Linked DNA regions of Xenopus laevis: region 1 is linked to region 2. A link is a contact called in public Hi-C data. All regions are on one chromosome and are shown on one strand. The core of a region is the stretch at or near the end of the contact, and the rest is flanking DNA. Distances in the headings are between cores, read along the strand shown.

Region 1 (7,189 bases), core at 3,569-6,068, 110 kb before region 2:
AAGTAAGCTTTTGTTTCACAAGCATTTGGTGAAATACCCAAACTCCATAAAATAGGTAGGTTTACAGGTATGGTATACATTATATGGAAAATAGTTATCAAGAAAGCTCTGAATTACTCCCATTTTATCTAGATTTTTAAAAATGATTTTCTTTTTCTCTGTAATAATAAAACATCTTGTATAAATATCTTGTACTTGATCCAAACTAAGATATAATTAATCCTTATTGGAAGCAAAACCAGCCTATTGGGGTTATTTAATGTTTACATGATTTTCTAGAAGACTTCAGGTATGAATATTATGAAAAGATCCATTTTCCAGAAAACCCCAGGTCCCGAGCATTCTGCATAACAGGTCCATACCTGTGTTACAGGTATGGGATCAGTTATACGGAAACCGGTTATCCAGAAAGTTCCGAATTACAGAATCGCCGTCTCTCATAGACTCCATTATAATCAAATATAAATTATAATAATTATTTCCTTTTGCTCTGTAATAATAAAGCAGTAGCTTGTACTTGATCCAAACTAAGATATAATTAATCCTTATTGGAAGCAAAACCAGCCTATTGGGTTTATTTAATGTATACATGATTTTCTAGTAGTCTTTAAGTTATGAAGATCCAAATTACAGAAAAAACTGTTATCCAGAAAGCCCCAGGTCTCAAAGCACTTTGAATAACAGGTCCCATACCTGTACAACTCTTGAAACTATAACCCCAGGATTAGGAAAGCGTAATCCACAATTTAATATTACACAGGGAAAGTGGTAGTGAAACAGTAAATTACTCATTCAAATAAAAAAAAATAAATGCATAATTATGCTTAGTGAGCATGGCATATTATAAAAAAAAAATTGATATTTTTGGATTTCAGTATTATGATTTTAGTTTTTATGGAGCTGGAATAGTTAAATTGGTCTTAAAATATTAATCAGAATTCCTTTCGGTAGCATAAAATTGTACAAAGCCGATAAGACTCTTTCCGTGCAACTTCACTTCCGATTAAACGATGCACTTAAGACTGCAGTGTGGGTGTGGTTGGGTCAGTGACTGGAAACTGCAATCTCTCAGGAGCTATTTAAATAAGGGCCCTTGTGACTGACCATATAGAAATGAGATGAATGGGTAGGAAGATTATGCCCCCTACTGAACCTTCTGGAAAGCAGCAGAATAGAGAATCGGGTTTATCAGAGAAATGTGTGGCAGTATATACTTACTCATCCTCAGTGTCCTGCATGAGGTCAAACACATGCGCTAATTCAAATCAGCATGTGACAGATTGGATTCATCGTGATACTGGCAAGCCCTCATGCAAAACAGAACCTCTACCACCAAGCCCACAATTAACCCAGATATATAAAGAAAGACAGAGAGGAGATAGGCCCTGCCAATGCAGAAAGGTGTGGTCCCCTAAGTGGGTAGAGAAGGAGTTGTATAAACTAGAGATGCCCAACCTGCAGCCCTTCCAGTTATTAATCTACATTTCCCAGCATCCCCTCATGAGTCAAATGCTTTTGAGTGATCCTGGGGTAAAACAATTCAAATGCTGAAGTTTGAACACTCCTCAGGTAGACATACTGCAGGTATGGATTCAGAACATGGCTTTTTGGATAAGGAGACTTTCACTAATGAACATCATGCCTTAAAGGAGAATTCAACCCCCTAGGCGCAGAAGGAGGGGTAAGTAACAAGTTAGGGGCATATTTGAGCCTAGGGGGTTGAATTCTCCTTTAAGGCTATTATTCACACAACCCAATAGGATTGCTATTATCACATATTTATGCTATCTTAAAGGAGAATTCAACCTCTTATTAAAAAAACCCTACCCTACATAGACCCCCTCCCCCCCAGCCTAGCTGCTACCCTGGGTAAATGCCCCTAACTTTTTACTTACCCTTCAGTGCAGATACAGGGCATCTGAGTTCACGGCAGCCATCTTCTTCAGCTGGAGCAGTCTGACGGTCCAAACTGCGCATGAGTCGAACATCATGGAAATTGCCGAAGCGGCAGAAGACGCGAAAATTACCGAAGAAGATGGCTACTGTGAACTCTGATGCCCTGAATCTGCACCGAAGGGTAAGTAAAAAGTTAGGGCAATTTACCCGGGGTAGCAGCTAGGCTGGGGTGTATGTAGGGTAGGTTTTTTTTCTCCTTTATGTTGGCCATACACTATGAGATCCACTTGTTTTGGCAGGGCGATATCGGGTTTATGCGAACATTCAGCCCTAGGGCCAAACAATCACATTTTACAAGGAAATGGGCAAACTGGGTCATAGGACTGCATCAACTAGCGGATGCTGTCCTCAATCACAGTAAAAATCAAACCTGATCAATATCTGCCCAATATTGATCAGGGAGACCCGTCAGAAGCCCACACACACTGGCAGATAAGCTGCTGACCTGTTATCCAGAATGCTTTGGAACTGGTGTTTTATGGATAACAGATCTTTCTGTAATTTGGATCTTCATATCTTAAGTCTACTAGAAAGTCATGTAAATATTAAATAAACCCAATAAACTGGTTTTGCTTCCAATAAGGATTCATTACCATAGTTTGGATCAAGTTACAAGGTACTGTTTTATTATTAGAGAAAAAGGAAATCATTTTTAATAACTTGTAAATGCTTATAACGTAATCTGTGATATGGCCTTTCCATAATTCGGAGCTTTCTGGATAATGGATCCCATACCTGTACTATATAAAAACTGCACTGAAATGTTTCAGTAAATCTCAATTTTCTTCCTTGGCATCAAGGTGCCCCTATAATTTTAGCTTTGCCAGCTAAACACAAGCAGTCCTGCCCTTAAAAATAATCTTGGAAACGGTCAAGAGTAAACCATGCCCTTGATCTACCTCAAACTCCACAAACTATTTCCTCCCTTAAAGAATAAAGGACCCCGTATCAATCTTCTATCTATAGTTTTTTTAGAATTATCTTTGTTCTACCTATTATTCATATGTTGCACCTATGTTCTAGGTGACATTCATAAAGAAAATTAAAAATAAATGCAGGTGCACTGGTAAGTAATGATGGGCACTAAAATTTAATGTTTAAAAAAAAAAAAAAAGTTTATGCAATGACCACCTGACCCTTTAGGCACTGCATGCCTACAACTTCCAAAACAGCAGCACCAGTGAGTTAAAGGACAAGTAACATCAAAAAATGAAATTGTTGTAAAGTTATAAAGATATAATGCAGTGTTGCCCTGCACTAGTACAACTGCTGTGTTTGCTTCAGAAACACTACTATATTTATATAAATAAGCTGCTGTGTAGCCATGGGGGCAGCTATTCAAAGGAGAAAAGACTAAAGTTGCACAGCAGATAAGCTCTGTAGAACATAATGGTGTTCACTGTTACCAATATTTATCCTGTGCCATATAGACTTTTTTCAATTTCCACCATTGCTACACAGCAGCTTGTTTATATGAACTATAGTAGTGTTTCCGAATCAAACACATCAGTTTTACCAGTGCAGGGCAACACTAAGTTATATTTTCATTACTTTAAAACACCCCCGAATCCTTTGCAAAAGATTCGGCAGAATACCGAATACCGGGATGAGAAAACACTTAACTTCATTGTTTTGTGACAAAAATAGTGTGATTTCCCTCCCCACTCCTAATTTGCATATGCAAATAAGGATTTGGTTCGGCCGGGCAGAAGGATTCGGTGCATCCCTACTAGAAAGTCGGACATAATTTTCTAGCACTATTATTGCACTTATTTTAATAAGATTTGGGCGCTGCTGCCAGGCCTGGGGCCTCACCTCTTAAAAGGATCATAACACCAAAAAATGAGGTGAGGCCCCAGGCCTGGCAGCAACACTCAAATCTGATTAAAATAAGTGAAATAATAGTGCTAGAAAACTATGTCCGACTTGCTAGCAGGGATGCACCGAATCCAGGATTCGGCCGAACAGAATCCTTATTTGCATTTGCAAATTAGGGGCGGGGAGGGAAATCACGTGACTTTTTGGACACAATACAAGGAAATAAAAATGTGTTTCCTTTCTCATCCCTAATTAGAATATGCAAATTAGGATTCAGTTTGGTATTCAGCTGAATTTTTTGCAAAGAATTCGGCCGAATCCTAAATAGTGGATTCACTGCATCCCTACTTGCTAGTGGGGCTGGAAATTTTAGAAAGAGCGACAGCCAGAGAGGTGGGACATCCCTGTGTCTATAGACCCCAGAAAATAAAAAAAAAAGGTTCCTCCCTGCCCTATTGTAAAGCTGCCCTGGCTCCATGTGTGCACCTGCTGAGGAGTAATACAGGGATGCAGGATCCTGGGTACCACAGGGCCGGGGCCACGCCCTGACAACTCGTACAGTCATTGCACAGACTAGGAGAAAGCTAAATAACCACCCAGTCAGCTACACAAGCATGTTCAGAGCCGAATCCCAGGAAAGATGCGGGTGTTGGTGCTGCCATATGGATATCATAAAGGAGATGTCATAAAGGCCACCACTCACTTTATTCAGCATCTGTGGAATAAAGAAAATGCACATAAATGACGGAGAACAGAACGCGACCACATCGGTCTAACCCAGTAAAAGTCACGAGCACCTTACTTACCTCAGGGTTGATTTCCATTGCGCACCACTTCATGACTGACGTCTCACACACAAACTCACGCCGTTCCCGTCTAGATACAGACTGATAAGAGGGCGCCGCCTCAGCTGCTTTTATAACCATGGTAAGGTACCAACGCGTGACAAAAGAAGGGGGGGAAAGGCAATCAGCTGGTATCGCTGCGTTGCTACTGGATAGACGAACCACCCCTCAGTCGTTACCGAGTAGGACGGTTCCAATGTCTCCTAGCCGACATTTAATCATGGGTGGCAATGAGTAGCTAACAGTGACCAGAGTTGACAACGTATTTTTATTGTGCGGAGCGTGAGGGACGCGCCCCTTTTTTATGGATTAATTGGTGCGACCGCTGGCAGAACGCAAGGGCAGTGAGTTGTTTAACCTACTCCTTTCTTGTGGGAATCCTGTTATATGGGCGTGGTCATAGGCGTAAATGGTATGAGCGGTAAGTGAGGCTGAGAGGGAGCCTGTGGCAGCTGCAAAAGTCTGTCGCACTTGAAAAGGGGACGCAATTTGTAAACGTAACAAATAAATTCCCAATGTAAAAAAATGAAATTTTAAGCAGCTTTCCATTTGTTACACTTGTTCAGTGGCTTTACAGTTATTTGTTAATAAAAGTACAATTGAGAGAAGTAGTTACTCTTCGCTTGTCACTGTATGTGTATATGTATTTGTATAGAGGGCAAAGCACTACAGCAAAACTATACACTAGTAGTTACAAACAAGGGGTCACTGAAATAATGTTGCTTTTAACTATTGAAATAATGTAGCACAAGAGCTGTCAGGAAGCGTGCAAGACTTCTACTGCATTGTGTAGAGTTACAAACAGGTTTAAACTAGGCTTGCCACCTGTCCAGTGATGTGCCACCCTAACCTCCCCCTTCCTTCCTCTCCCCCCTTTAACGCTGGAACTACACAGTGCGCATCCTTCCAATCCAGTGTCGGACCCACCCAAAAACCTTAGACCAGGTCCCACTCTCAGTACTATTATTCTTCATCTCCTCAATCAACCTCTATTCTCCTAGTCTCTTTTCTTTACATACTATAATCTATTATTCCACCTATTTAGCCTCTTTGTTCTCATAGAAATATGGAATGGCCATGAAATAGGCCAAAAGTTTAGCAGCATGAGGGGCCCACTGACATCTGGGCCCACCGGGAGTTTTCCTGGTATCCCTGTGGGCCAGTCCAACACTGTTCCGATCTGACGCGATGAGAGGAGACGGATGCAGCAAATATAAGGTAAGTAATAGAAATTTCGGACCTTGTCGCTGAGTAGATCCGACACAACTGTCGGATGAAGATGCAACATGCAGCGGTCGGTTGCACGCAGCGACAAGGTCCGACATTTCTATTACTTACCTTATATTGCCGCATCAGTCTCCTTGCATGCGCTTCCACAGGCGGATGGTGATTTTTTTTGTTTGGGGAGGCTAAAAAGTGTTAACTGCAATGACCGTTAACATCCTAGACTTAAGGTAACAGGCAGAATAAAGCTGCCATTATGGGTCCTTTAGACCAATTCGACAGTTTATCTGCCCATGTGTGGGGGCTCCTGACAGTGTCTCCCAGTCGATAAAAGGCCAAAAATAGGCCAGATGTCGATCTCGCAAGTTTGTTTTATTTTTTTCTGAGATCCAGGACCACATCGGCTAGTTGATGCGGTCCTGCTACCCGTCTGTGCCCATTTGCAGCATTGTATGCTAAATTAAATTTACAGAGAAATTAGGTTTGGGGAGGCTTAGCCTCCCCCAACCTTCATTAAAATCCGCCTATGTGCGTTTCCTCTCATCGTGTCGGATCGGAAGGAAGCAAACTGTGTAATTCCAGCCTTAAAGGCAAGGAAGTGCAAATTTATTAGGTTCCCCCCAGTGAGTATAATCATTAACAAGCTCCTCTTTGCTGACAAATGCACCAGCCAGGTTACTATGCCACAGAAAGCTGCAATCAAATCTTCTGTCATTTCAAGTGATCACTTGGCTGTTTAGAACAATGCATGTGCAGTAAATTGCCATTTGACTGTAGGGCCGTAGCAAGTGGCAAGACTGGACCCCTCTGGCAGTCGTAGCGCTGCATTGAATGGGGGGTGGGGGTCATTCCCTATGCAGGCAGTCTGTTCATATAAAATAAGAAAAAGTAAATTAGGGAGCACCTTCCATCGGTTAGAGAAACAGTGGATGGTGTGCAGGGTCTGAAAAGTAGATCGTAAATGAAGAAAGAAAGAGAACTGACCCTTGAGATTGCACTTCCCCAACCCATAATCTGATCACTCAGTGGACCAGCATTTAAACATAACTTTTTATAAACCAAATGAAAACAAGCCCAGGAAAAACAGACTACAGGTAGGTGGTCGATGTAAAGAGGCTTCTAAATGGGTCTCAGACCCTCCTAATTGGCTTACTGCTAACGTGGCCTAAGGGTTAGTTCACACGAGGAGATTTGGGGAGATTGCCAAACTGCCTCCTCGTGTCTTCCCATCCGCTATAATGAAAAGTCGCCTGCGCTAAAGCACATGTGGCGTGGCATTTTCCAAAGTCGTCCGAAATTTCGTTCGACATTTCATATCTAATTTTCACTAGCGTTCATTTCTGCCT
Region 2 (6,876 bases), core at 548-3,047:
GTTTGTTTTCTGTTAAAGCACAGAACACACTCATGGCTGCTAACATGTTTAATAAAGGACATGTATCATAGGTTTAAGCCATTTATTAACATTGTTAAAGCCATTTAGAATGTGGGATATTTGTGTCCAATTTGGAAGGTTGTGTGGTCTTTAAAATACTTGCTTCAAATCCATGCACTACGTTAATTTGTGTTTGTGATGACAATTAATTGACTAAACTTTTATTCTATTCTTCATTGTATAAAGGGGATCTCCATCCATGTTTTTTTGCATAATGAAAGAAAGTTAGCAATTCTAAGTGACTTTCCAATAAACATTCATTGAACATTCCAATGGTTTTAAAGTTATTTGTAATTGTTATTCACATTAAAAGCAGTTTGTTATCCATTTCTGTTCACCGTGTCTGACCGATGATCAGTTGATCAGCTGCTTCTGCTACATTGTTTCAAGAGTGACAACTACTGAAGCAGAGAAAATAAATGGTTCCAGTAGGCCCGGCTTTCAGTAGCTGTTAAATTAACAAATCATTTGAAAACCAATTATCATTTTTCAATGAATTTATACTGGAAAATGTGTTTTCTTATATTCTTGTAAAAGTAAAATTTGGGGTAGAGATCTTATGTTAGATTTCTTCGACAGATGTATCCTAACTTTCTACTTATGTTTTGGTGTTTTATGGTGATCGCTGAACCTATCTTAGTAACAGCACCCAAAGAGCACCAACAATGTGTGTATCTCAAGCAGTTGGGAGAAAGCAAAATTGGGGAGATACTGATAGAACTTTTACAGTTACTGGCAGCTTTATCTTTGAGTAAGTCTAGTGCGTACATTATAGTATTTCTAGAATAACCTAGAATATTTAGCCTTTAAAATGTTGTATGAGCACTAGCGAATTTTCTGTAAGCGATACCCATATAAAGGCTAACCCCCTCACCTGGCAGTGTGTAGGCCAGTCTTAAAGGGGCAGTACACACTTATATATACCTTAGTTCAACATGAGCACAATAAATAGGGGTTGTGTTGAAATTGTATCCTGTCCATTCTTTTAATTAAAACAAAATCGTATTTTCCAATGATAAAAAAGTACTGATAGATCACTGTGTTTACCTTCACTTTCTTTTGCTCTCTCCCCCGTAATAAGGATAGCTTGTTTAAATAGAAATATTGAGCTGTATATAAACAAACCCCTCCCAGCATCAGACTGCAAAAGGAGTTCATCATACAGAGAGCCTTCTCCTCTTCCCACAGTTGTTCAGAAGAACCACAGGCAGTTAGAAAGTGAAACTACATTCAGTCTATGCCATGTTAAGGTGGGGAAGTAACAACGACTGTTAGATATTTCTTAATTAAATAAACGTGCAAAACAGTATGTTGAGCACAAGGCCTATTCAGTGAGTTAGTGTTGAACAAGGGGGGAAATTGCCCCATGTAAGTGTCTGCACCAATGAATTGAATTAGATGATAATTAGATGGTAACCTACCCTCTTATTATATGCTAACAAGACTGTCTTGTGTTTTTTGTTCTGTTTGTTTTCTTTTTACCAATGTGCCTCCTCCTGTGTGAATAATTGTATAGAAACAGCCTTGGAGTGATTTTGCTGTTCTGAATGGGGGAAAGATTAATGTTGACATTTGGAAGGCAAGTATCTGGTTAGATCATTTCAAAGTGTAAACCTATTATTTCTGTGTGCATGGCAGTGGCTGCTTTTTTTTTCACAGTTACCATTCAAAGACCAGGCAGCTTTAGCACTGGGTCACATGTGGAGATTCGTCACGTTGACTAAACCTCTTGAAAGACTATGAAAATATTAGTTTACTGTCCCCAAAATGTAGACATCCCCTTTGTCACACTGTCAAATCTCCAGGTGTAGCTTTGGATTAAAAGCAAAATCACAGGTTTTTCTTTATCTGATGTGGTATCAAATTCTTCCTTATTCCTTTCAGCTTTCTAACCGGAAGGTCTGTTTTTTTTCTTTGAGAATATGTTTCTTCACCTGGATATTAGCATAAAGTGCATGAACTTTTCTTTTGAACAAATCTTCTATGCTTCTTTGCTTGGAGAAAAGTGCACCTTTTTCTGTTATTCCAAGAAACCTTAAGATACCTTGGGGTATATTCATCAAATGCCAGTCATCCAAGTCTGTAGAGCATTTATACTGCTGCTTTCCTTGAAGCCAGGATAAAGATATCAGTGCTGCACCAAGTGATGATTACATAAAATAAGTGCAGTATGGACCTTTGATGTATATACACAATATTTCTTTGTACAAGGTATCTTATATCTTCATACATATGGACTGTTATCTTGCTTCTCCCTTGTTTTCGATCATTTTGTGAACCTTACTATGTCCATGTTGTAACCTGAGATATCTCTCTTTAGGATTTGCATGCAGCCACAGTCAACCCAGATCCAAGTCTAAAGGAGTTTGAAGGAGCAACATTACGCTACGCCTCCCTAAAGCTAAGGCAAGTATTATTTTTATGGTTATGTCAATGCAAAGATTGCAATTTCCTGTACATGTATAGGATCTATTATCTGGAATTATTGAGGCCTGGGATTTTCCAGATAAGAGTTCTTTCTAAAATCTGGATTTGGATTAAAAAATGTGAAACATTAAATAAACCCAATAGGATTGTTTTGCTACTAATATTCATCCATGCAGGTTTTATAAAAGTTTTATAATTACAGAGAAAAGGAAATAATTAAAACATTTTTTAATTATTTGGTTAAAATGGAGAATCCATGGGAGATGGCCTTCCCATAGTTTGGCGCTTCCTGGATAAAAGGTTTGCAGATAAAGGACCCCATATCTGTATTAATAGTGCATTTTTGTGGTTTCCTCTGATTCCACTTTTCATCATTCAAGCTCTCTGTAGAATAAAGGGATGTTTTATAATAAAAGGATCAGTAGTACCTGAAAACTATAATTTCCTATATACATTATTGAGTTTTCTCCTTAGTTCATTCTTGGCTAAAAAAAAATAGTGAGATTTTTCTGATATTTATTGATATTTTTTTTTAAATTTTCTCTCCTTAACCTCTCTGGGTTATAGAGGTGACAATGACCATTGTCTCTAATGGCACAGTGTAATTATTTTAGTGGAATAATTCTATCACTATCAATGGACTTACTTGAAAATTCTTGAGTTAGGTTAGTACATCCATTCACAAGAAGTCAATGGGAACCCCAAGCAACTTGAGAAGAATTATTTTGGGCTTCTTCGCCCTAGAGGAATTAAGGTGAGAAATAGTATAGATAGACTTGTAAAGTTTCCTTTTTGTTATCAAATCCTCTTAGCCAAATGTGATAGCTCTAAATGCCCAGTAACTTCAGTAACTTAAACGGATGTGGACGTTTTGTTGGGTTTTGAAAATATTCTCTTTTAGTTAAAGGTTACTTTACTAGCCTATACTTTTTTAAATTTATATCTAAATACGGCCCTAAAGACGTGTATTCTGATTCTTAGAAATGGGCCTCAGTCTGAAGAAGAGGATTCCTCCAGCATTAACAGTGATCCTGAAGCCAAGGTAAGAATACTGAGATGTATATAAACTGAGATGTATTTAAACTCTTTTTTTAGTGGGTTGAAACTTGTAAATCTTTATTTACGAATAGTTCCCCAGATCCTCAATTGGATTGTGATCAGGGATGTGATTGGGCCACTGTATAACAGATAATACGCAGAAAACTATATTTATATTGCAAAAGTGCTTAGAAGAGCAATTTGCACAATTTTATAATACGTTCATTGATGTTGAGTGTTTCTGTTAATATTGCAAGTGGTGAGAGGAGGACATGGACAATTTAACGCCGTTTCCACTGTACAGCATCGGCAGTTATAATGCCCATCAGTGTCACCAACAACTCGATAGCTTTTAAAATTGCAGAAGTGGGAGCTGCGCACCAAAAAAATTTAATTATTACATTACAGTGTGAAGTATATTCCATGGGAAATAATGTACAGCTATCTCTCAGTGCCAGATGCATAAGAAATATGTCTAGCAGTGATAGCAGCATTCTCTTTCTTTGCATTACTAATACACAGACAGTATTCTGTGGCTTCTCTTTAGATATAAGCTGTGCTTGGTAAGGTCACGAGCCGTTCCATTTATGCAGATGTGTGATTCTGCTGACTGCTCCAACATGCATACAATGTTCCTGCCACCTTGTGGATGTACAAGGCCAGGCCATTGCACCTTGTATTCATTTACCATTAAAGAGATGATTTACCATTAAGTTAACATACAATGGCTAATTCTAAGCAACTTTTCAATTGGCCTACATTTTTTCTTTTTTATAGTTTTCGAATTATTTCCCATCTTCTAACTTTCTTCAGCTTTCAAATGGGGGTTGCTGACCCCATCTAAAAACAAATGGTCTAATGGTCGGACTGGTGGGTGCAAGGCCCAGGTGCCCCCACCATGCCCCCACACCCCCATACAGGGGGCCACCACCACCCACCATCCCTTGTGGGTGTGTTAATTAAACCTAGCTTCACCCGGTGTCCTTTAGACCCAGTCTGACCCTGAATGTAAGGCTACAAATTTACATTTATTGCTACTTTTTATTACACATCTTTCTATTCATCTCCTATTCATAGTCCAGTCTCTTATTCAAATCAATGCATGGTTGCTAGGGTAATTTGGACACTAGCAACTGTATTGCTGAAATTGCAAACTGGAGAGCTGCTGAATAAAAGCTAAATAACTCAAAAACCACACATAATAATAAAAAATTAAAGCTCTCTACATCATACTAAAAGTTAATTTGAAGGTGAACAACCCTTTGGCCAGCTTAAGCCAGGTTTCACTTTCCTTATCAGTGATCAGTTGTGTGATTATGGAAAGCTGAAGGCATTGCGGGTGAAAGGGCTGAGATGGGCCCAAAACTTTGCTTGGGGCACTGTGCCCATTAGGTCATACAAATAAATCCGTTTGCTGACCAAAGCAATTCATACTATTCAAAAATCAGAATTTCCTATGACATACTGTATGTAATTTTACTATACGTTAAGCTCCCAATAGCTTGGCTATTGGCAGATTCTTTTTTTCTGCACATACCTGCAGGCCTTTGGGAATAAGATTTCCCTGCCTCCTGATGTTTTCCTCTGACATATCTAGATCAGGACATCCCTGACAACTTTTTTTTCCTGTTTTAATTATCAGGATGTAGAGGGTCTTAAAATGTCTCCTTTTCCTTTCTGATTTAGCATGGCAGATGCTTATTGACCCCTTCCACATAAGATTCATTCCATCATATTCAAGTGATGCTTTATGGGATGTGTTTGTGCAGTGGCGTAACTAGATATTACTGGGCCCCACAGCAAATTATTTTTCAGGCCCCCAAAATGTTTAGAGGTTGACTTGTTTCTCCAATATTTATTGAAATTGTATATGAATTAGGGCCTCATGGGGCCCCTATACCTCCTGGGCCCCCCTGCAGCCGCAGGGTCTGCTTCCTCTGTAGTTAAGCCCCTGTGTTTGTGGATTTCACCAGTTACTGTTGGAACTGGGAAGAGTGAAAATCACAAGAGATACAATAAATGAATAAAGCAAAATATCTAAAAAGATCTACCATCCCTGGCACTATAAAGTCCTTTCTTTGGATTTTAGTCTGGGTTGGATATTTAACCCCTCCTATCATAGCTCTGGAGCAGCAACAGTGTCAGACTGGGATGCCAGGGGCCCACCAGAAAACCTTAGACCATGGAACCCCTTTACAAACTATTATTCCTCCTTTCTTCACTCAACCAACTTATTTTCCTGTCTTTTATCTCTACAATAGTATACTATATTCTTTCATTATTAAGCCCCATAAAGAAGTAGGGAATGACCATGAAATAGGCCAAATGGTGAGAGCAAGGGTGCCCACTGACACCTGGGCCCACCAGGCGTTTTCCTGGAGCCCGGTGGGCCAGTCCAACACTGGGCAGAAGAAAATATACAGATTGCGTGTTTTTTTTATTGGCCCCTGGCAAAACTTTCTCTTTCCCTCTCGTCTTTCCTTCCTTTCTACCTTAATCTCTCTCCTACTTAACCTAGTTTAGAACTAGATTTTTTTCCCAAATCGACAAATCTCCTCTTCTTCAGGTGACTAATCTCCCTGAAATGTCTTCCTGCTGGCAAGAATGTGAATCGCCAGCGGAATGTAAGGCATTTCAGGGAGAATAGTCGAAGAAGAGGAGATTTGACGCTGGTTGACTAATCTCCCCAGAATCTTACCGTGTGCCACCACCCTTACAGCTGCAGGTCATTGACTATTTTTCTGTGAGGCTACAATTTTATTGTTAGTGTTAATTATATTTATTGTTACTTTTATTGTTATTGTTTTGTTGTTACTTCATCTAGCCTCTCATTTAAACCGCTGCCTGGTTGCTAGGGTAGAACCGGCGGGATGGTACTCGGATCGTTTCGGCACTTCAAAAAATGAAGCGATCTTAGTGCCACCCCACTGGAGATTCAGATTATAGCTGGCGGGAAGGCATTTTGGGGAGATTAGTCGCCTGAAGACTTAAGGTATATTGGCTTAGCGAAAACATGGTAACTTGAGATTCTTTTTGACACCACGTCTGAGCATTCAGTGAGCTATCTATTAGGATATCAGCTGGTGAAATGTTATGTTAACCCAGATACCTTGTTGTATTGATTATGTATCAAAGCTAATACTATGTTGCACCTGCTATTTTTCTTGACAACTGAAAATCAATAAAATTTTAAATATAAAAAAAAAAGAAATTGACGCCTCGCTGTGTTGCATCTTGTTAGGGTTCCCACCTGGCCTGTATTTCACCAGCCAGCTGGAAACCCTAATGTACTTGCTGGTAAATTTGTAAACCCCCTTTGTTCCACCCTTGGTCCACCAAAATCCCCGGTCT

The links. A called contact is a pair of places that touch in the nucleus more often than the background predicts.
Region 1: a Hi-C map of the XTC cell line shows a contact between it and region 2, with 2.5 times the contacts expected there. The contact joins the promoter of uchl1.L here to the enhancer-like site in region 2. A contact is called at or near these places in 3 of 4 Hi-C or Micro-C datasets (the XL177 cell line, the XTC cell line and animal cap).

Annotation. Positions count from the first base shown.
Region 1 is chr1L:38,001,868-38,009,056 of Xenopus_laevis_v10.1, reverse strand. It overlaps uchl1.L (ubiquitin carboxyl-terminal hydrolase isozyme L1), which reads right to left and starts at 4,818. Exons shown (of 9, transcript XM_018229404.2): 1 at 4,581-4,818; 2 at 4,478-4,489. The coding sequence starts at 4,700.
Region 2 is chr1L:37,887,437-37,894,312 of Xenopus_laevis_v10.1, reverse strand. It overlaps apbb2.L (amyloid-beta A4 precursor protein-binding family B member 2), which reads left to right. Exons shown (of 15, transcript XM_018229369.2): 6 at 2,381-2,466; 7 at 3,469-3,529. Among protein-coding and RNA genes, the nearest start is that of nsun7.L, 110 kb to the right of the region's middle. Within about 2 kb of position 1,797, at least 1 of the 7 cell types and tissues checked has an H3K27ac peak or open chromatin away from gene starts, as enhancers often do.